Linked DNA regions of Mus musculus: region 1 is linked to region 2. Evidence: chromatin contacts called from public Hi-C data. All regions are on one chromosome and are shown on one strand. Each heading gives the region's core, a stretch centred on a gene start, on an enhancer-like site or on the middle of the called end of the contact. The rest is flanking DNA. Distances are from core to core; before and after follow the strand shown.

Region 1 (2,786 bases), core at 72-2,571, 80 kb after region 2:
GAAATCTGCCTGCCTCTGCCTCCCAAGTGTTGGGATTAAAGGCGTGTACAACCACTGCTCGACTTGTTTTCTGTTTGAATACGTCTGTCTATCTCCTATCTATCTATCTATCTATCTATCTATCTATCTATCTATCTATCTATCTATCTATCTATCTTATGTGCATACACATAGGGTAGTACATATGGAGGTCAGAGGACAATCTGTGGGTATCAGATTTCTGTCTTTGGAACACACGGATTCACAGGACTGAAATTAAGTCATCAGGTTCGGTTGCAAGCACCTTTACCCACAGAGGCATCCCTGACTCTTTGGGGTTTTTAAATAAAGGATTCTCTCTGTAACTGTGGCTGGCCTGAAACCACTATATGGACCAGGTTGTATATGGACCACTTCCCTGCTCCTTCAGGCCCCAATCCCAAAGCTGTCCAAAATCCAGTGGCTTGGACATGGTGGGCGGGTCTCTCTAGCACCCTAAGGAGTCCCAGGAGCCTCCTCACTGGTCGGCACCCTCCCCAGAGGACTTCCCAGGCTGGAGCTGGAGCAAAACTGGATTGGTCTTCCTTTGGGTTAGGTAACCTCACTGGGCACCAAGGCAAAGCCTTACAGGGTCGCCAGCAAACTCTGACCCCGTTTGAAAAGATAAAGCCTACAAAGTAAGCAGGCTGCAAGAACTTCTCTCTAGAACCACGTTCTTGGGTGGGGGGTGGGGGGTGGGGAGATGTCTTGAGTGCAAAGGCGACTCGCCCAAGTTGGAGTCCAACCCATCCCGGGTCCCCCGCCTTCATTTCAGGGTTCAGGCTCCCACCCCGGGGTGCGCTTAAGTCAGGTCACCAGAAGGGGGTGCGAACGCGTGTCAGGAATGTGTGCACCCACCCGGAGGCTGACAGGTGCGGAGGCTGTCCCGAAACAGGGCAAGTCGGCTTGAACCCTGCCTCCCACCACCCAGGCCACACAACAGCCCGGGGATCTTTTCGCATTACGGCCGAATTCTCCCGGAGCTCAATTCACAGTGCGCACCGAGCTGGCTTTCCAGGCTATCTCCGAGCTGGAGCCTCCCGCAGCCCGGGAAGCGAAACAGCGGACCCCGGGCCAGCATTCCCGAAGCCCCGCATCCCTGCCTGTCCCCGCCCTGCCGGCGTCTCGAGGGTTAAAAGTTACCTCTCGGCTTTTTCTCCTGCACACACTCCCCACCCCCCGGGCCGGATGATGTAACCCCCTCCCCGCGCCCTCCCCGCCCCCTCCACCATGTGACACTTTAATTAATAATAGCGCCGTCAGCACAACAAACGCGCGGTGAAGGGCGAAACTTGGGGTCCAGGGAGGCTCCTCCGCACGCCATGTGCCCGTGTCCCCGGCATCGCGGCCGCGGGCCCCCGGCCGTGTGCGGTTGCGGCGACGCTCGCCCCGGGCTGCGCTGGGCGGCGGCGCAGGTGACCGCGCTGCGGCTGCAGGCGCTGGGCGACGAGCTGCACCGACGCGCCATGCGGCGTCGCGCGCGGCCCCGGGACCCGCTGCCCGCGCTGCTGCCCGCGCTCCGCGCCCGCTGGCCCTGGCTGTGCGCGGCCGCGCAGGTGGCGGCGCTGGCGGCCTGGCTGCTCGGCAGGCGGAGCGCGTAGGCGGCGCGCGCGGGGCCTTCTTGGTGGGGGGGACCGGAGCCGAGACCCAGCCCGGACCGAGCAACAGGTACGCGGGCAAGCGGGCGGGAGAGCGACAGCGACAGCGGGAGCCAGGGCTCCTCGGCGAGGAACAGCGGACCCGGTCTCCTACTCTTCGCTTGCCCTCTGTCCCTCTTTATCCAGACCCCGAGTATCTGCTCCGCCTCATCCCCCCTACTCTCTCTCTCTCTCTCTCTCTCTCTCTCTCTCTCTCTCCCTCTCCCTCCCTCTCTTCCCTCATTCTCTCTCCTCCTCCCTCTGTTCCTCTCTCCTTTCTCTCTTCTCTTCCTCCCTTCTCCTTCCCCCTCTCTCTTCTCTCCCTCTCTCTCTTCCTCCCTCCTTCCTCTCTCTCCCTCTCTCCTTCCCTCCTTCATCTCTCTCCTCTCTTCTTTCCCTCCACTCTCCATCTCCACTCTCTCCCCCTCTCTCCTTCCTCTCCCTTTCCTTTCCCTCTCTCTCTCCTCTTTTTCCTTCCCTCCTCCCCTTCTCCTTCCTCTCCCTTTCCTTTCCCTCTCTCTCTCCTCTTTTTCCTTACCTCCTCCCCCTCTCCTCCCGCTCCCCTGTCTCTGTTCTGTCTTCACTCTCCCCCCCCTCCCCACTCCTCTCTCTTCTCCCTCACTCTCATCTCTCTTCAGTGTTTTCACTCTCTTCTTTCTCCAATCCCCTGGCTCACGTTATTCTTCCCCTTGTGTAGCTCTCCTCTGCCTTTCCACTTTCTCCTGTTTTCCCTTTCTCCAGTCTGCTTTCTCTCTCCTCTCCCACTACCCCGTGTCCCCCCTTCCTTCTCCACCTCTCTCTCTCTCCCCCCCTTCTCTCTCTCCTCACTGTCCCCTCTCTCCTTTCTCCCTCTTCTCTCTCCTCCTCCTTCCTCTGCAGCATAGTGGTTTTAGAAGGACGTAAGCCACCACAATCGCTGCCAGCCCCAGTAAACACACGCAGTAGAACTGCACCAGTCCGAGCTAAGAGTCTCCCCTAATTATGCACCACAGGTTCTCGAGTCCCCGGCCCTTTTCAAACCGCCTGGTATTCCAACTTGACCAGGTCTCCATATCTCCACTGCCAACTCCCGTCTCCTCAAGGGTCTGCAGTTTGTGGTGATCCCCATTCTCTATGACCCCCCAACTCCTC
Region 2 (3,019 bases), core at 280-2,779:
AAACTATCTGAGGTGTGGTGCCAGCCCTGCCGGCAAAGCTTTACTGGGACTCAGCACCCGTATCAGCTCCTCATATCAGCCCTCACTCACATCAGCCCTCACTCACATTAGTCCTCATTCACACCAGCCCTCACTCACACCAGCCCTCACTCACATCACCTCCTCACTCATACTAGACCTCACTCACATCAGCTCTGAATGGCCCTTTTCACTCATAGGCCTCTTTCAAAACCAGTCTCAGAAAAAGAAACTAACCCGGGCTCCCACACCTCCCAGGGATCCCTAGGGCTCCAGCTGGCCTGAGCCACCTCTCTCCATCGGCCTGTTGTCTCTGTCTGCACAACTCCAACTCCTCCCCAATACTAGTGGGCACAGGAGCACCAACCGTACCAAGCATCACCACAATTTCTGGACTGGAATAGCAAGGAAAGTAACATTATGAAGTTTATGACTCTGAGAGTCCTGTTCAGCCCACTGATCAAACCTTCTACCTAGTCACTTCACCCTTCCAGGAACCGCAGATCCTAAGTCCCAGTCAGTTACCTCCCCAGCAAGTAACAACAGCAGCCTCCACAGAACCCTTCACGCTGCGTGGCCTTAGAGATCTCAGTTCTGAATCTTCAGAAGCTGCTGAGCTGAGGGGCACCGAATGTCCCAAGTGACCCTGGGGCTCTGTGGGGATGTGTCAAGGTTCCCACTAAAGGCTAAGAGTGTGCCATTCAGTCCTTCCTTATCAGTAATATCAACAAGATCAGGGATTGGCATTAAGAGCAACACCTGCGGGGCTGGTGAGATGGCTCAGTGGGTAAGAGCACCCGACTGCTCTTCTGAAGGTCCAGAGTTCAAATCCCAGCAACCACATGGTGGCTCACAACCACCCGTAACAAGATCTGACTCCCTCTTCTGGTGTGTCTGAAGACAGCTACAGTGTACTTACATGTAATAATAAATAAATCTTTAAAAAAAAAAAAAAAAAGAGCAACACCTGCACAAAACAATCTCGAATCTTCATTTCTCATTTTTCAGTTATCTTTGAGATTTTCAGCACTCTGGAGTTCCCCCCAGCCTCCCAAGAGAGAACCTCTGCACCCTGGTTACTCTGACAGAGCAGAGGCTGAACAGGAGAGGGAAGCATGCCCGACCCACGGGATCCTGCTCACTGATGTGACGGAATCTAACAACGCTGGGCCCTCTTCCTTCCAGAAAACCAGGCTTCAGGAGTCAGCCGTCAATGCCCGGACAAAGAAGGAACTGAGACACAGAGTTCTGGAGAGCGTGCGAAAATATTTTACAAACTTTCAATTTTTGCTTGTTTGTCTTGCATGTGAAGTATTAAGTCTCGACTCTCACACACAGAAACCTCAACAGAAGAAAAGATGGCGCTCTGATTGGGCAGACAGGGCAGAAGGCAACCCATCTGCAGCACACTCTGACCCAAGGCTCCAGACAGACGCTCCCCTTGTGGCCAGTGCAGGCAACCAATCCCAAGTCTCTTCCTGGCTGCACATGGGCAGTCATTAGCTCAGAGAGTCGGGCAATTACTTTCTAGTGTGATGTAAGCTGCTGCAGCCTAAGCCAGCCTCCCTCCCTGCCCAGCTCACTCCAGCCTGCGATGACTTCACCCTTTGCCCTGATTAGGATGCACTCCGCGTGCTGCTTAATACAATCTGCCATCAAATGCCAAGAGCTTCAGAACTAAATTGGGAAATATGTCCAGCTCCACAGAGCGATGCTGAGAGCACTAAGTGGGGCTCCGGATCCCTTTATGAGACACGAGCTCATCGACAGCATGGTGTTCGCCCGCGGCAGCTCTGCCTCTAGCCATCCACCCTGAGAGCACATTCAGGCAGCAAAGAGATTAATAAAGGTAGTGTGCTGTTATAAATCGTTACGGAAACAAAAGCACTGCTGATGAATTCCAAACTACGTGACAAAACCAAGTTTTAGGAGGCTGCTGGACTATCAGGGCCATGTTGAGGGCTGTGTGGATGCATGGCAGTGTGAAACGACGTGGTTAAGACACTTCTGCCTCTTCTACTGTCAGCTGCCATTCAGTGACATTTATACTCAAGTCTGAGAACTAAGAACGGACATCAGAGACTCAGAATTCTTTTCTGCTCTAAGTTAAAGACCTCCGAGCAGCCCTTCTTGCTGGGACACTGGGAATGATTCCTGCACCATCATCCCTGCCCGATGCAATGAGCATGGCCCTTAGAGACAACATATAAGCCTCAGCTGCTCAGCCCCGCTCACCAAACCCAGAAGTCATGGTCCATTCCTCATTGCCTAAGAGAGGTCAGACAAGTGTTCCCCAGAACCATGGGCCCCAGGAGTATCCAGCAAGCAGCGGAGAGGTGCGCAGCAGTGCACTCACCACTCTGCACCATGACACTGGCCTAAGTGCTGCTGGCACTGCCACTCCATGTGGGGAAGCCTTCCAAGCAGAGAGATACAAAGTATAAACTGAACAACAAAGTCAGGCAAAGCCCCACCCTCCTTCCCAGCCGCAAAGCCTAGAGAAGAGGCACCCAGGAAGTCTGTGGGGTGGGCGCTGTTACCCCTCAAGAATATCCTCAGGGCAGCAGGTTTGACCCAGTGAGTCCTCAGAGAGAAGCTTACCCTGTAAGCACTGGTGCAAGCCACACTCTTGCAGAGTGGGTGGAATGGTGAGGCCACACATACGGCCTGATCGATGCCAGAAAGCTCTAAAACCCAACCAAACAGGAGCAGGGGGCTCTGTGATGTGTTACAAAGTCACCCCAACAGGCAGAGACAAGGAGCAGTGATGCAGAGTGCTCTAGCACTTACCCATGATCATCTTCCTGAGGCGGGTCACTCATGAGAGCCCTAACTGGCCTGGACTCCTTATGTAGATCAGGCTAACCTTCAAGACAAATATCTGCTTGCCTCTGCTCCAGGGTGCTGGGATGAAAGGTGAGAGCTACCACACCCAGCTCCACCCACACTTTACAGAAAGAGGGCCCATTTCACAAGGATGCACAAGAAATGGACAACACCA

Evidence for each region. Hi-C and Micro-C count contacts between places; a contact is called where the count stands out from the background.
Region 1: a contact with region 2 is called in a Hi-C map of cerebral cortex, with 2.6 times the contacts expected there. The contact joins the promoter of Hrk here to the enhancer-like site in region 2. A contact is called at or near these places in 1 of 39 promoter capture datasets (hippocampal neurons), 5 of 484 Hi-C or Micro-C datasets (the N1E-115 cell line, cerebellar granule neurons, cerebellum and 1 more), 5 of 115 datasets of contacts at active chromatin or transcription factors (VIP interneurons, astrocytes, embryonic stem cells and 2 more) and 2 of 9 other capture datasets (adipose tissue and pancreatic islet).

The regions. Positions count from the first base shown.
Region 1 is chr5:118,168,443-118,171,228 of GRCm38.p6, forward strand. It overlaps Hrk (harakiri, BCL2 interacting protein (contains only BH3 domain)), which reads left to right and starts at 1,322. Exons shown (of 2, transcript NM_007545.2): 1 at 1,322-1,686. The coding sequence starts at 1,341. The coding sequence ends at 1,619.
Region 2 is chr5:118,087,787-118,090,805 of GRCm38.p6, forward strand. The region is part of intron 7 of Fbxw8 (F-box and WD-40 domain protein 8); the gene reads right to left. Among named protein-coding and RNA genes, the nearest start is that of Gm30466, 19 kb to the left of the region's middle. Within about 2 kb of position 1,530, at least 85 of the 459 cell types and tissues checked have an H3K27ac peak or open chromatin away from gene starts, as enhancers often do. A contact at or near this core is called in the N1E-115 cell line, adipose tissue, cerebellar granule neurons and 3 more, where this site is marked.